Linked DNA regions of Mus musculus: regions 2, 3, 4 and 5 are each linked to region 1. A link is a contact called in public ChIA-PET, HiChIP or PLAC-seq and promoter capture Hi-C data. All regions are on one chromosome and are shown on one strand. Each heading gives the region's core, a stretch centred on a gene start, on an enhancer-like site or on the middle of the called end of the contact. The rest is flanking DNA. Distances are from core to core; before and after follow the strand shown. Region 1 holds the start of Usp42 (ubiquitin specific peptidase 42). Region 2 overlaps Lmtk2 (lemur tyrosine kinase 2). Region 3 holds the start of Lmtk2 (lemur tyrosine kinase 2). Region 4 holds the start of Kdelr2 (KDEL (Lys-Asp-Glu-Leu) endoplasmic reticulum protein retention receptor 2). Region 5 has its middle 20 kb from the start of Kdelr2.

Region 1 (2,750 bases), core at 103-2,602:
ATGATTAGCCGTAAAACTCTGCAAACCAAGTACTTACTGTAGTCTTGAATCAATGATTACAGAAAAGAAAGTGAAACTGTCCCTGAGTAAAAACAAATAAGTGTAACTCATTATTCACAGACCTAAGCATCTGAATGAGTGACATGGTAAAAGCAGAACGTTTAAAATGCATGCTTTGAAGAAAAGTTCTCCTCCATAAACAGCTGTGCGAACCTGGATCCGGTTGTTACTTTGTAAAAGGGGCGTTAACTAGTTTCCCCGACACTTTTTGTTACTTGAGTGTATTTACTTGAAAGAACCACAAACAAGCAAGTCCTAAGGCCTTCAGATATAAAAGAGCTATTCAACAAAAGTAATCTCAACTGTATTCTAGGGAGGTTAAAGTCCTAGATTGTAAAACTTTGGTCCCGTCAAATTTTCATTTCAAACATCTGAATCTGATCCCTCCCACCCGCCCTTTCCTCCAGGTAAGTTGGTTCTCTGTGCCCCAAAAGATAAAGAGCCTGGGGGAGGAAGGCACACTCGCTTTTTCGGAGGGGAAAGAGCTACGGGGCTCCTCCCCCCCACCCCAACACCCCCGGCTGTCCGCCTCTCTTGCGGGTGTCCGCTCCGCTACGGCGTGGGCAACTCGGGTGTTCTGCTGAGGAGCCTAGTGGACTGCGCCCGGGTGGGAAAGTTTGTCGGGGTGGGGTGGGGGCGGGGAGGCCAGCCCGGAGCTCCGAGGGGCGCCCTGGAGCCGGAGGTGGCAGCCACGCGGGGGGGCGGCGGGCGGGCCCCGGACGCCGGCTACGCCGGCTACACTGTCCCGGCGTGCACACGCCCACCCCGGCAGCTCCAAACGCGCCGGGCGGCCCGGTAGCTGCCGGCCGCCCGAGCAGCGGACCGAGGGGGCGGGCTGGGGCCGGTGGGGGTGGGAGCGCTGTGGCCATGGCAACCAGGGGGGTCCGGCCCTTCCGTGCAACCCCGGCGCTGCCTTCGCTGCGAGCCCGCCCGCCGTGGCCACCGCCTCCTGCTCTGCGGGCCTGGCCCGGCCGGGCGGCGGCAGCGCCAGTCCCGCAGCCGTGGGGTCCCCGGGCCGCCCGGCGGCTGTAGAGGGGGCGGCGGGCGAGGGGCCGCGCTAGTCCCGGCGGGCCGCGGCCGGCTGAAGGCGGCGGGGCGGCTGAGGCCGCGAACCAGGGACACGCGGCCCGGCCCCACGCCGGCCTGCAGCGGGCGGGAAGGAGGCGGGAGCTTACCTGACCCGGCTCGGCACTCGCTCCATCCCCCTCGGCCGCCGCCGCCGCCGCCGCCGCACACAGCCCAGCCGCCCGGCGGGGGACAATGACGTGCCTCCATCCGGGCACCGCCGCCGCCGCCTCCGGGTCAGCGCCGCACCCGCAGCTTGCCGGCCGGGCCGCCAGGGGGCGCACCAGGGCCGCGCCCGCACGCGCCGCCGCCACGGCCTCCGCCGCCCAGGGGCCGTCGCGCAAGAGGCGCGGCGCGCAGCTAACGGGCCGGGCAAACGCGGGAGGGGCCGTCGCCCAAGGGCGGCGGGGCGCGGGCTGGCCTCACGCGTCAGCTAAGCGCCGGGCTCCGCCGGAGAAAGCACACTGATTGGTCCGACGCCCTGATTGGCGGGATGCACTGATTGGCTGGGTGTCCGGCAGCAGGGCGGGGAGGGGCCGCTTCCGTTCAGAGTTCCCGGAGTGGCCCGGGTTGGGGCCCTAAAGCCAGTACACCTGAGCTCCCATCCCGGGAGACTCATGCCTCTCCTACGCGTGGCCCTGCGGACTACGGTGGCGAGGCCACTGGGCTCTGCGATCCACGGGCCCTCACCGCGATGGGGCCTCCGCTGTCTCTACCTTACGTAGCCCTGCCAGGCTAAAGAGCAGACCATGCACCCCCCTCAACGTCTCACTTCAAGTCTTAGCTCTCCAGATTGAGGCAACTGCGCCCCAGTCCTACAGTCATGCTTCTTGTTACTTCCTGGATCCTGAGGCTGGACAAAGTAGTTCATCCTTGTATTCTCTCCCCTCCAGCGCCTGCCTGTGGTACCCATTTAGTACACACCCCTGAAGAGCATTCACTGCTGATCAAAACCTTTCACCCCCTAGACCACCAGTTCACTACACCCTACTGACCTAAAGAGCTGTGGTCCTGCCCACCACCCACTTGCCTTCTCTCTCACTAAGCCTAGTCTAACTGACTCCTCCAGCACTCCACTCTGGTTTCACTATACTCTTGTGGACACAGTTTTTTGTTTTATTTTAAAACACAGATCAGAAGAAGAAGCTAAGCTCTTTAGCTTGGGCATTAAAAGTCCCATTTTAATGATTCCCAGTACAGGTGAGTCTGAGACAGGAGAATCACAAGTTTGAAGACACCCTGTGCTACAGAAGGACTCCCAGTCTCAAAACAAAACACCCAACTCCATATTTCCTTTTTCCTTTCATTTATTCCAGCCACAGCATGCTATGTTAAGCTTTTAACATTATAAAGAGGTCAGGAGCCTATACCTACTCATGCTACCAACTTCATTACAGTCCCTATAGGTTGGCTATAAAATGTCTATTGAGTATTTGGAGCAAAAAACTCAAGTACTTTGAGGAATTAAAAAGGAGAAAGAGAATCCTAGTTGCTCACATTTCAGCATCTCCTGTCAAAATTAACACCACAACTTTTTTCTTTACAAAAAATGGTTATGGAATTTCACCACTGTAGACCATTATTAAGAGATTTGCAAAAGGTAAAATAACCCATGTCTGTGATCC
Region 2 (2,750 bases), core at 70-2,569, 430 kb after region 1:
TCCGACTTAAATGTCAAAGTGGGTGACTATGGAATAGGCTTCAGCAGATACAAGGTAAGCAAAGCTCTGCCTGCTGTCTTCTTAACCTGCTTACTGTCAGTCAAGAGTCGGCTTGAAAAACACTGCTTGTGTTTAAGGGGGTAGGGGTGCGGGTGGGGGAGTCTTTTTATGCCATGGCCTTTCTCCAGCAGGTATATCCCAGTCCTTTTATGGTACCATTGGCTTCTGATTTGTCAAAGTCAGTAGCTTTGTGACTAAGGTCTCAGTGTAATGGATTCAGTTTGCCTGAATAATATATTAAAAAACAGTATTAAAGTACTCTAATTGCATACTTATCTATTTCACATGGATGTGTATATTTATAGGCACATACATGTCAAAGACATGCATGAGGAAGTCAAAGGCAGCTCTCTCTTTCTACTGTGTGGGTCCCCAGGCCAGAACTCAGGTTACAAGGCTTGGCAGCAAGTGCTTTACCCGTTGAACCATTTCACTAGCCATATGTAACAGATTTTAATTACATGTGGGCAAAATGCTAATTAGTATTTGTAGAGCAAAGCACACATGTCTGTAGATGTTTCTCACTATAATCAGTAAAATTGAAGCACAGGTATACTAAGGTTGATATTCATGTTTTTGCTTTGGTTTTTTTTTGTTTGTTTTTGTTTTATTAAGATTTTTTTTATTATACATAAATACACTGTAGCTGTCTTCAGACGTGTCAGAAGAGGGCGTCAGATCTCCTTACGGGTGGCTGTGAGCCACCATGTGGTTGCTGGGATTTGAACTCAGGACCTTCGGAAGAACAGTCAGTGCTCTCTCCCCCTGAGCCATCTTGCCAGCCCCCTTTTGCTTTGTTTTTAACTGTTACATATACCCCTAAAGAAAACAGCTCAGTAGATTTCATCTGTGAGTGTTTGCTGAGCTCTGCTGGGCCAGGCGGGATGGCTGAGTAGTTAAAACACATTCTCTTCTTGCTGTGGAAGACATGGGTTTAGTTCCCAGAGCCCACATGGAGGCTCACAACAGGACGGAGCTCCAGTTCCAGAGCCCCTGATACCCTCTTCTGACCTCCTCCTTAGGCTTTGGGCACATACATGGTGTACATACATACATTCAGACAAAGTATTCATACACTGAAAGTTAAATGAGTTGTATCTTTTTAAAAAGTGATATTGCTACAATACTAATCATTTTCTATGCAGCATCATAAAGTTAACAGTTATCTGTCATTTCGTGGGTTCTATGAGCACCAGAAGTGTAATGCTTTCAAAAACATGCAAATTTAGGTTGGTTTCCTGTCCAAGCACTAGTGGGAGTGTCTGAAGCTCTTACTGTTTGCTGTGAAGTTGTTGCTAGGATTACCTTTCTAGCCTCTCACAGAAGTGGTTGGCTTTGTGCAGCCCTTCCTTCCAGCTAAGGGAGAGGGCTTCTAGTGTCTGTAGCTCACCTGTCACTTTGCTGCTCGTAAGTGGTGGGAGGTTGACCTGTAACGTCAGCTGTGGTAACCAGCACAGTCCAGAAGTCTCTCTGCCTGCCTGCTTCCCATTTCCCTGTGCTGGTTTTGGTTGGGCGCGTGCTCACTGATAACGTTTTGCTCTTAAGCTCCCAAGCTCCCCTCACATGGAATTCCCCTGAACACTGTGCTTATGACCACGCAGGAGGATTACATTGAGACAGATGACAAGAAAGTTTTCCCCCTGAGATGGACTGCTCCAGAATTAGTGACCAGCTTTCAAGACAGACTCTTGACTGCAGATCAGACTAAATACAGTAATATCTGGTAGGTATCTGGCATGCTTTTTTATTTGGTTTTCTTAGCAAGGGCCCAACTCCTCTCTTTGAGTACAGGAGTTCTTCTAGGATGTAGGAGGCAGAGAGACACACCATGTGCCATAGCAGCGGTAATGGTTGTGTTTGACTTGCTGCTGCCACTTCTACCCATTCGCCTCCACTAAGGCCGGGAACTGCATCTGTTGTCCATGTTGTACCTGCCGGCCTGGAATACAGTAAGTGCTTAATATTTACTGAAGGGAGTGGGAAAACTGAGAGGTTTGGGCTGTTATGTAAGTGATTTTTAGGGGTCATTTCAAAAGATGCTTAAATGATGATGTATCTGAGTCTTTGACTTGACAGTGTCATGGTTTTCTTACTGATACCTTTATTTTAGGTATCAGGTAGTTTCCTGTTTGTTTTTGGTTTTCCTTTTCTTGCCTTCCTTTGGATTGATTTTCTTTTTTAGCTTTTTTTTTCCTCTTTATTTAGAAGCTATGCATTCTATGCCTGTGCTTTTATCAATTATTCTAGAAATTACAATATGAGTGAACTTTTTATACACCATAATCTTACTTCATCTCCTCACCCTCTTTCTTGACCAGTACAAGGCTTTGGAACACCTCACTTCCTTTTAGCTATGTAACACGCACGCACGCACGCACGCACGTGCGCACGCACAAGCATGCTTATGCATCAGTGTTCATTTAGGTTTATCCACATACAAGCTGTTTCTCCTCATGCCTCTTTTGTTCGTTTCTGTGTTTTGATCTCACACCTTGTTCTGGGATTATGCTCCGACTTAAAGTGTGTCCTTCCTAGTGAGACCTGCTGCTGCCAGACTGTGTTTTCTGTGGTCTGCACGTTCTTGCCTGTTTTGTTCTCATTCCTCAAATGCATTTTTACAAGATGTCATTCTACTGTCCTCTGGCTTCCATTGTTGCTTTGTGAAGTCAGCTGGAAGTCTGCCTAAGCTC
Region 3 (2,750 bases), core at 64-2,563, 370 kb after region 1:
TTATTCACAAATTGGACTCCCAGAGTCAGCAAAGGTGGTCTCCCCAACCCCAAGGAAGGGGCTCAGAGCTGTGTTACAGTCAAACACTTTCTCCCTTTCTATTATGTGTGCATGGATGTATGTGTTGTGTGCATGGATGTATGTGTTGTGTGCATGGATGTATGTGTTGCTTGTGTTTGCATGTGATTTGTTTATGTGTGTGCATTTTCTCCACCTGTCCCTGTGTATGTATGTGTGTGTGTGTGTGTGTGTGTGTGTGTGTGTGAAGGCCAGAAGAGTGTCTTTCCTCGGGGTCAGGGTCCACTTTTTGTTTTTGAGGCAGGGTCTCTTATTGGCCCGAAACTTACCTAGCAAGTTTGTCTGGCTTGTCAGCGAGTCCTACGAGCCATCTTTTTTTCTGCCTCTTCAGCAAGCATTGTCCACTAAGGTTAGATTTTCTTTATGTGGATTTCTTGGGGATCAAATTCAGGCCCTCAAGCTTGCAAGGCAAGCAATCTCTTCATTGCATTTGAGACATCTTCTACCTCACCTGGAAGTTGCTCCCTCCTCACACCCATCACCAACACCTAGCACAGTTCCAGTAGAGAACACCCAGGAGGAGCTCCAAGGTGACTCAAGACAGGGCTGCTGTCCTCAAGGGGTTTACAGTCACAGGAACAATAAAACATGACAGTCGGCCCAGGGCTGGGCTAGGTCGGGGCTGTGGATGCTCAGTTATTTGTGGGATTGGGGTGAAGCCATCGATGAAGTCATACATATTCCAGGTGTGTCTTGACGAATGAAAGGATGCGCATCTGCCAGGTGAACAAGAGGGGGCAGGAAGGGCTGGCTGTCTTGGCAGAGGAGCTGGCTTGAGCTCACTGCTACGTCAGTAAGTGAAGTCAGAAACATTCTGTGCTTGATCAATTAAAATTTTTAAAAATTTCAACGTTTCCTCAAGAGCTTATCTGATATGAGGGTCAGCCTAAGAAGAAGAGGCTAAGAAAGTTCTGATAAGTGAAAATGAAGAAAGTAAAACCGGGGATAAAATACCGAGAACCATGTTGGTAAAAATTAGAAAAGAAAAATAAAAAGTAGGAGAAAGAGAGACAAAAGTCCCAGATTAAATTATGTGGGTTATTATGGACTTCTTTATATCTTCCTAAAATAATTGTCGATGTTACCTGCTGCCCACGCCTCATTCCTCTGTCTGCAGGGGGCGCACCGATCGCCACCTTGCCGCCTATGGCTGAGAGGGTGGGGCTCCCGGAGTCAGTATGGATTGACGATTGGCTGGTCCAGGTGTCGGTCCCGGCATCCCGCCTCAGCTCTACGTCACATGACGCAGCCCATCATGGCGGCGGGAGCGCGGCTGCCTGGGCCCGCGGCTCCGCAGGCTGGGCGCCGTTGCTGCTGTTGAGGGGCGGCGGCGGCGGCGGTGGCGGCGCTGACGGGCGGGAAGGATGATGCTGGCTCCGAGGCCAGAGCGGCGGATGCAGACCAGGAACAAGGTTGACGTTTGGCTAAAGAGACGTGTGTCCCGAAGCAGCCGGCGCCGGTGTCGCTGAGGCGGCGCGGAGGGCTGACCGACTGACTGAAGGCGGCGACCCGAGAGCCGGCCCCGTGGGGGACCGCGCGGTGGACGAGATGCCGGGGCCGCCGGCGTCGCCGCCGCCGCCGATGCTCCTGCTGCTCCTGCTCCTGACGGTCGGCTGTGCCCGGGCCGCGCCACTTCCGCAAACAGGTGCAGGTGAGCGGAGCCCGGGGGCTGCGGGGCCGCTGCGTCTTGCGGGGCGGCGGCGAGGGCGGCGGGCTTGCGGGGTTGGGCCACCTCTGCGGCGGATCGGAGGCCTGCCGAGGGCAGGAGGCCGCGGGATGCCCGCGATCTCAGGGAGATTTCTTGCCGCAGGGGCGTGGGATGGGGGGCGGGGGCGCGGCGACACGGTGGGGGTTGGGGAAGACGGCGGGGCGAGGTGGCAGCGATGGGTTCCCCTACCTCCCGGGGGACTCTTTTTCCCGGACTCTTAAACTTGTTGCCCTAAAGGTACCTCCAGCTTCTGTCCTCGACACTTCCTTTTTTTTTTTTTTCTTCTTCCAGATGTCACCTGCCTCTGGTGGCTTTTCTCCCGTCTTATTATAAGAACCGTTTCTTATTTCTCGTCATTCCTTAAATGAAACCAATGACTCGCGGAAGCTGTGCAGTTTCCTTGGCTCACCGAAACTTGTTCTAAAGTTGTAAATTGATTTTAGATGCTGTGGTTGTTGGGCTATTGGTTTATTTATCTGTTTATTTATTTATTTTTTCGGAATGAGTCGCTGGGGATGAGAAAGGAACAAACGATACATAATTTTGTTTTAGGAAGCTAGTGACTGGAGTAGCATAGCAGCTTTTGCGTATCCACTGACAAATTGGCCTGAGGGTAATTGAACTATTTCAGCGAGTGATTCTCTTTTCAAGCTCTCAGCCCTTCTGTATTTTCTGCATATAGTTTTGATTTGGAGTTTATAAATAAAACTTCAGCCAAAGAAACCATCTCAGAAATTTTAAGAAAAAAAAACAAATCTAGGCTAACTTTCCATCATTACGGCTTTCTTTCTTTCTTTCTTTTTTTTTTTCAACGAAGGGGGAGGTATTGACATTTCAAAGAACTTTAGAGGTTGGAAGAAAGCTTAAAGATAATTTAGTCCAATTTCTTCATCTTTTGCTTTGAGGATCCTGGAACCCTGGTGATCAAAAGATATACTCAAGGTGACACAGCCAAGTTGTAGTT
Region 4 (2,750 bases), core at 172-2,671, 330 kb before region 1:
TAAGGAGCTGGCTAATCGGGGGCTGGGGATTGAACTCCAGACCTCATGTATGGCTAGTGACTGCTTTATTAACTGAGCCATCTCCAAGGTAACCCATGACGCATGGGTTAGTGCTTCAGCCCCATCTTCCCACCCTGCTCCATCATTTAAGCCTCCAAGTTTCTTCTTAAATGGCAAACAAGAAACACTGTAAATCCAGAAAGATTGCTGACACATGTCTGCGAGAAACACAGCCCAGATCTCCAGCACCCACATAAATGCTAGGCTGTGTTGAAGCCTGGGAGATAGAGACAGGGGATCCCTTCGGCAAGCTGGCCTGCTAGACTAGCCAAATCAGCAAGCTCTGGGTTCAAGTGTGATGCCTTGCTTCAATATATAAGGTGTAACAGGATCTAGAAGGTCCTAGAAATAGCTGGCCTCACAGCCTACACATGTGCACACACACGTGTGAACAGACATATAAAAGCAAAAAGAAAGAAGAGGAAGAGGAGGGAGAGGAAAGAAAAAGAAGTGGTGGGGTTGCTCAGCGGCTAAAGGGGCTTGTCACCAAGCCTGGAGATTTGAGCCTAGTCCCAGGAACCAACAAGATGGAAGGAGAGAACTGGGCCTGACTGGATGTGCCCACACAGTCCACAAATAAATTTTTATTTTTATTTTTATTGTTTCAGGGGTGTGTGTGTGTGTGTGTGTGTGTGTGCGCGCGCACACACATGAAGGCACCCTCAGAGGTGAGAGGTGTCAGATAGAACTGGAGTTCCAGGCTGTTGTGAGTCTGCAGTTGTGGGTGCTGGGACTCGAAATCAGGTCTATTAGAAGAACAGCAATTGCTCTTATCCACTGGGCCAGCTCTCCATCCCTAATACAAAATTTTAATGTAATTTTAAATAAAAATTAATAGATTTTGACAGATTTCTTATGACTTATTTTTATTATTATTTAAAATGTGTGTGTTAGTTTGTGTGTGGGTGTGTGCATGGGCGTGCAGGTGCTCTCAAAGGCCAGAAGCAATGAATTCCCTGGAGTTGGTGTTAAAGGTGATGTAAGCTCCCCGAGGTTAGGAGCTGGGCATCGAACTTCGGTCCTATACAAGAGAAGCTGGAGTTCTTAATCACAGAAATTTTAATCTTGCTTTCTACCCTCGCAATGCCTCTGAGATAGGTATTTCTGCTATCTTAGTAGGGAATGGAAAAAAAAACAAGACAATACTCACAACTGAGTGGCATTTCAAAAACTTAGAGAAGGAAATCGCTGGCACCTAGGCGGAAACCCTGGAGACGGAAATTGCGGAGGACTCTGGGTCCTCAGTTGACCGTCCACGCGGGATGTAAAGTCCGGCTGCTCACCGACGCTGGGCCTTTAAGGGGCGTGGCGGGGGCGTGGCCCCAGCGGTCGCCCGCTCTCCCAGGCTGCCCCGCGCGCGCGACGGCAGTTCGGCCACGTCCCTGGCCACGTCGCGCCCGCTCCCGCCATCTTTCGCCGCTTCCTCTCTCCGGGGCTGCTGTCGCCGCGTCCCGAGTCGCTGCCTAGCTCCGGTGCCGCTGTGCCGCGCCGACCGCCGCCGCCATGAACATCTTCCGGCTGACTGGGGACCTGTCCCACCTGGCGGCCATCGTCATCCTACTGCTGAAGATCTGGAAGACGCGCTCCTGTGCTGGTGAGCGGCCGCCGGGGCGAGGCGCGCGGGGCAGGAGCGCGCGCGTTTGGCCCATTCGACCGACCCATTCGGCTCTCGGTCGTTCCGGAGGCTTTGTGCCGGGCTTGCGATGGCCAGACACACCCATCTCGGCCTGCTCGGCGGGCAACGAAACCCCTCCGAGTGTGCACACGGGCTGGGGTGTCCGTCGCAGCTCTGGGCCCCCCAGTTCTGCGCTTGGTCCGCTCGCGAACTTGATCCGTCCTGGCTCAGCGAGCGCTGGCGTAACTGCCCCCGCGTCCTGCTGCATCTGAAAAGTTTAGCACGGGATCTGTGGGGCTCTAGTGGGCGTGTCCCTCTCCATGGGACTTTTGGGGGGCGCCTCTGAGTCCCCAGGAATCAATGGGAGACTTGCTCGAGGAGGATGGATAGGACCACAGACTAGCTGGGCCTGACGTGGCAGCCAGGCCACCCGCGAAGGTGGGGCTGGCTGGAGGAAGAGGGGCATCCTGCTATTCATTCTGTTATCTTCAAGGACAAGCAGAGGATGGGATGTGGGGGCAGGATGGTGTCAGGTCTGGCCTGTGCTTACAGTTGATGAGGCTACAACTCAAGCCTTGGGGTTCGGGATCTCATGCGTCATAAAAAGAGATGTGGATCTTTTAAGTGAGTTGCTTGGCATAGTTTTCATGTTACTCTGAGAAGCAAGCTAGTTTTTCATCCTTGAGTGTGGCCGTCTAATAACTGGTTCTCTTAAACTGCCAGCGCTGGGTACCACAGAGGCCTCTGTTCTCGGCTAGTATCCTTGCTCCACGTCACCATTGAGTTGGCGCTGTACCTCCCTCAAACTACATTGCAGAGAGGCAGTAGAGTGAACTTTCCTCACATAATAGCTGTGGACTTCTGCCTTTCGTTAAATATTAGGAATCTTACAAGTTTTAGATAAGTTCTTGGTGAGTGTGATGGTGCTTGCCTGTAATCCCAGCACTCGAGAGGTGGTAACCTGAGGTTCAGGAATTCAAAATGAGAATGGACTACATGCTGGTCCTGTCTCCAAAAACACCCCCTGCTCCCCAAAAACCCATTAATTAATTGATTGATTAAATAAATATATTCT
Region 5 (2,750 bases), core at 102-2,601, 310 kb before region 1:
AGTTTGCTGCCTGAATATAGGTTGTCAAGTAACGTTTTCTCATTGAGGTTTATGGAGGTCTTGTTGAGATGGGCTCTCGATATGTAGACCAGTCTGACTTTGAACTCAGAGACATGCCTGCCTCTGCGCTTGAAGTCCTTTAGGATGAACGACATGCCACTATGCCCAGCGGATATGAAAGTTTGGGGGTTTCTTCTGTTTTTTATGTAAAATGATGCATTTTGGACTCAGGCTCGTGTGGAGTCTTGCATCTCAAAACATGGGATTACTATGAATTTCAGTTCTGTAGAGAAACTCCCAAGTGCAACGTTTAAGAAGTTTAATGGGATGGAGAGATGGCTCAGCAGTTAAGAACACTGACTGCTCTTCCAGAGGTCCTGAGTTCAAACCTCAGCAACCACATGGTGGCTCACAACCATCTGTAATGGGATCTGATGCCCTCTTCTGGTGTTTCTGAAGACAGCAACACTATACTCATATATTAAAATAAATAAACCGTAAGCCTTGTACACTGGGAAAGAGCAGGGCCGGAGGGAGAAGAAAAAAAAAAAAGTTTAACTAAGCCCTTGGGCCAGCAAGATGGGGCTTAATGGATTAAGGTGCTTGCAGCCAAGCCTGATTCCCCGAGTTCAATCTCTGGAGACTACAACACAGGGAAGCGTTTTCCTCTGGTTTCTACACATGTGCCATGGTGTGTGCATGCCCCTCCACCGCACAAAAATATTTAAAAGACCCCCTCTTGGTGAAGTGATCTGCACGACTTCCTTCACCCTTCACTCTCCAGGGAGAGCTAGCTGCCCTGAAAGCCTCCTGGAGATTGGTACCCAGAGGACACTGGCTAGTTGTGCTAGATGTTTCAGAATCCTTGTTAGAAACATCTATAGGGTGTGTGAGGTTGCTCAGTGGGTAGAGTTCCTTGCTGCTTAAGCCTGGTGGCTGGCGTTCAATACCTGGGTAGAAGGAGAAAACCAACCCCACAGATTGCCCTCTGACTCCATGTACACGTTGTGATGTATGCTCACATGTAAACACACCCCGACAGTAAGAATGAAAATAAGATACTTAAAGTCATGTGTCTAGGTATGTGGGTCTCTGCAGAGGCCAGACGCATCAAAGCCTTTTGGAGCTGGAGTTCCAGGGGGTTGTGAGTGGGTGTTGGGAATTGAACTCAGGTCCTCTTCAAGATCGGTAGCACTCTCAATTGCTAAGCCATATCTCCACCCACAAATAAAGTTTTGAAAAGGAATAGATGTGTAGAAACTGACTTTTCGGGACCTCAGGTTTGATGACTAATGGGTAAATACGGAACCCCACGTGGGGTTGGGGTTGGTTTTTCCGCCCCCTAGTGGTCAGTTGTGAGATTCCCATGTAGCCTGAGCTGTCAATCATCCTTCACTGACCCTATAAAGGTTAGTGTGGGATTTGGTTTCTCCTGTATCCCCTCCCCCCTTTTTCTTTTGTTTTGAAACAGGATCTTTGTGTCTGTGCAGATGGCCTGGAACTCCACATGTAGACCTAGAATTCACAGAAATCTGGCTGTCTCTGCCTCCAGAGTCCTGGGATCAAAGTCCTGGTTTATATAATTCCTATTTCTTATCCCTGCTATTTAAAAGCCTGGTGAATCCGGGTATGTGGTACAGGACTGTCATCCTAGTCACTCCAGAGGCTGAAGCAGGAGGATCATAAATTCAAAGTAGCCTTGGAAACCTACTGAGATCTATCTCTAAAATGTGGGGCTAGGGAGAGGAGAACAAGAACCTGATTTTGTTTTTGTTGGCTTGGTTTTTTTTGTTTTTGTTTTTGTTTTTTGTTTTTTTTTAAGACAGGGTTTCTCTGTGTGGCCCTGACTGTCCCAGAACTCACTCTGTAGACCAGGATGGCCTCAAATTCAGAGAGCCAACTGCCTCTGCTTCCCGAGTGCTAGGATTAAAGACGTGTGCCACCACACTGGTTAAGAGCCTGAATTTGACTCCTTAGCTCCCAGCTAAAAGTTGGATGTAACTCTAGCATTGAGGGGATTCATATAGAAGTGTGCTAGCAAGCCAGACCAGCTGAAAAAAAAAAATGAGCTCTAAGTGAGAGAGACTACTAGGTGGGGTTCTTTAGAGTCACAGAACTTATGAAATGTCTCTATATATTAAGTGAATTTATTGAAATGGCTTAAAGTCTGCATCCCACCTAATCTAACAGTGGGCAGCGGTGAATGGGAAGTCCAAGAACCTAGTAGTTGCTCAGTCCCACGAGGGTAGGTGTTCCAGCTGCTCTTCTGTATAAGCTGCCATCCTGAAGAAGCAGGTTCCAACAGATGTGCTGGCAAGTAAGTGCAAGCAGGCAGAGAAGAGGAAGGCCTTCCTTCTTCCAATGTTCTTATGTAGGCCTCCAGCAGAAGGTATGGCCCAGATTAAAGGTGTGTGCCACCACGCCTGCATCTGGAACTTGCTTTTTCCCAGGATGGCCTTGAACTGAAGAGATCTGCTTGCCTCTGTCTCCTAGGATTAAAAGTTTGTACTACCTTGCCTGGGCCTAAGCTTTTCATGGCCACTGTGGCTCAAGATCTGGATCAAAAGTGTGCCCTCCATTTCTGGGTTGTAGTTCATTCCAGATGTAGTCAAGTTGACAACCAGGAAGAGCCAACATAGAGACCGTGTCTCAAAAAATAAGGTAGGAGAGAGTGCTGGAGAGATGAGATGGCTCAGTGGTTAAGAACACTGGATTCTCTTCAGCTTCAATTCCCAGCACCCACATGGCAG

Evidence for each region. ChIA-PET counts read pairs in DNA pulled down with a chosen protein or histone mark. HiChIP or PLAC-seq counts read pairs in DNA pulled down with a chosen protein or histone mark. Capture Hi-C pulls out chosen DNA fragments and counts their contacts.
Region 2: an RNA polymerase II ChIA-PET map of memory CD8 T cells shows a contact between it and region 1, with 5 read pairs. The contact joins the enhancer-like site here to the promoter of Usp42 in region 1. A contact is called at or near these places in 5 of 39 promoter capture datasets (the 3T3-L1 cell line, 3T3-L1-derived adipocytes, hippocampal neurons and 2 more) and 1 of 115 datasets of contacts at active chromatin or transcription factors (memory CD8 T cells).
Region 3: a contact with region 1 is called in an H3K27ac HiChIP or PLAC-seq map of microglia, with 5 times the contacts expected there. The contact joins the promoter of Lmtk2 here to the promoter of Usp42 in region 1. A contact is called at or near these places in 1 of 484 Hi-C or Micro-C datasets (CD4 T cells) and 2 of 115 datasets of contacts at active chromatin or transcription factors (memory CD8 T cells and microglia).
Region 4: a promoter capture Hi-C map of adipose tissue shows a contact between it and region 1. The contact joins the promoter of Kdelr2 here to the promoter of Usp42 in region 1. A contact is called at or near these places in 3 of 39 promoter capture datasets (the C10 cell line, the HPC-7 cell line and cranial neural crest), 3 of 484 Hi-C or Micro-C datasets (CD4 T cells, bone marrow-derived macrophages and muscle stem cells), 8 of 115 datasets of contacts at active chromatin or transcription factors (the 230-238 cell line, bone marrow-derived macrophages, effector CD8 T cells and 4 more) and 4 of 9 other capture datasets (adipose tissue, embryonic stem cells, liver and 1 more).
Region 5: a contact with region 1 is called in an H3K4me3 HiChIP or PLAC-seq map of bone marrow-derived macrophages, with 5 times the contacts expected there. The contact joins the enhancer-like site here to the promoter of Usp42 in region 1. A contact is called at or near these places in 3 of 39 promoter capture datasets (the C10 cell line, the HPC-7 cell line and cranial neural crest), 5 of 484 Hi-C or Micro-C datasets (the C2C12 cell line, the G1E-ER4 cell line, LSK cells and 2 more), 9 of 115 datasets of contacts at active chromatin or transcription factors (the 230-238 cell line, the SCID.adh cell line, bone marrow-derived dendritic cells and 4 more) and 2 of 9 other capture datasets (adipose tissue and embryonic stem cells).

The regions. Positions count from the first base shown.
Region 1 is chr5:143,730,928-143,733,677 of GRCm38.p6, forward strand. Usp42 (ubiquitin specific peptidase 42) reads right to left here and starts at 1,353. Exons shown (of 18, transcript NM_029749.2): 1 at 1,236-1,353. It overlaps Gm38737 (a long non-coding RNA gene), which reads left to right and starts at 1,528. Exons shown (of 3, transcript XR_868672.3): 1 at 1,528-2,750.
Region 2 is chr5:144,164,637-144,167,386 of GRCm38.p6, forward strand. It overlaps Lmtk2 (lemur tyrosine kinase 2), which reads left to right. Exons shown (of 14, transcript NM_001081109.2): 8 at 1-54; 9 at 1,662-1,783. Among named protein-coding and RNA genes, the nearest start is that of Bhlha15, 24 kb to the right of the region's middle. Within about 2 kb of position 1,320, at least 28 of the 459 cell types and tissues checked have an H3K27ac peak or open chromatin away from gene starts, as enhancers often do. A contact at or near this core is called in memory CD8 T cells, where this site is marked.
Region 3 is chr5:144,099,048-144,101,797 of GRCm38.p6, forward strand. Lmtk2 (lemur tyrosine kinase 2) reads left to right here and starts at 1,314. Exons shown (of 14, transcript NM_001081109.2): 1 at 1,314-1,729. The coding sequence starts at 1,627.
Region 4 is chr5:143,402,399-143,405,148 of GRCm38.p6, forward strand. Kdelr2 (KDEL (Lys-Asp-Glu-Leu) endoplasmic reticulum protein retention receptor 2) reads left to right here and starts at 1,422. Exons shown (of 5, transcript NM_025841.4): 1 at 1,422-1,654. The coding sequence starts at 1,564. It overlaps Gm20635 (a long non-coding RNA gene), which reads right to left and starts at 1,344. Exons shown (of 3, transcript XR_868670.2): 1 at 1,211-1,344.
Region 5 is chr5:143,422,755-143,425,504 of GRCm38.p6, forward strand. No RefSeq gene overlaps it. Among named protein-coding and RNA genes, the nearest start is that of Kdelr2, 20 kb to the left of the region's middle. Within about 2 kb of position 1,352, at least 7 of the 459 cell types and tissues checked have an H3K27ac peak or open chromatin away from gene starts, as enhancers often do. A contact at or near this core is called in bone marrow-derived macrophages, where this site is marked.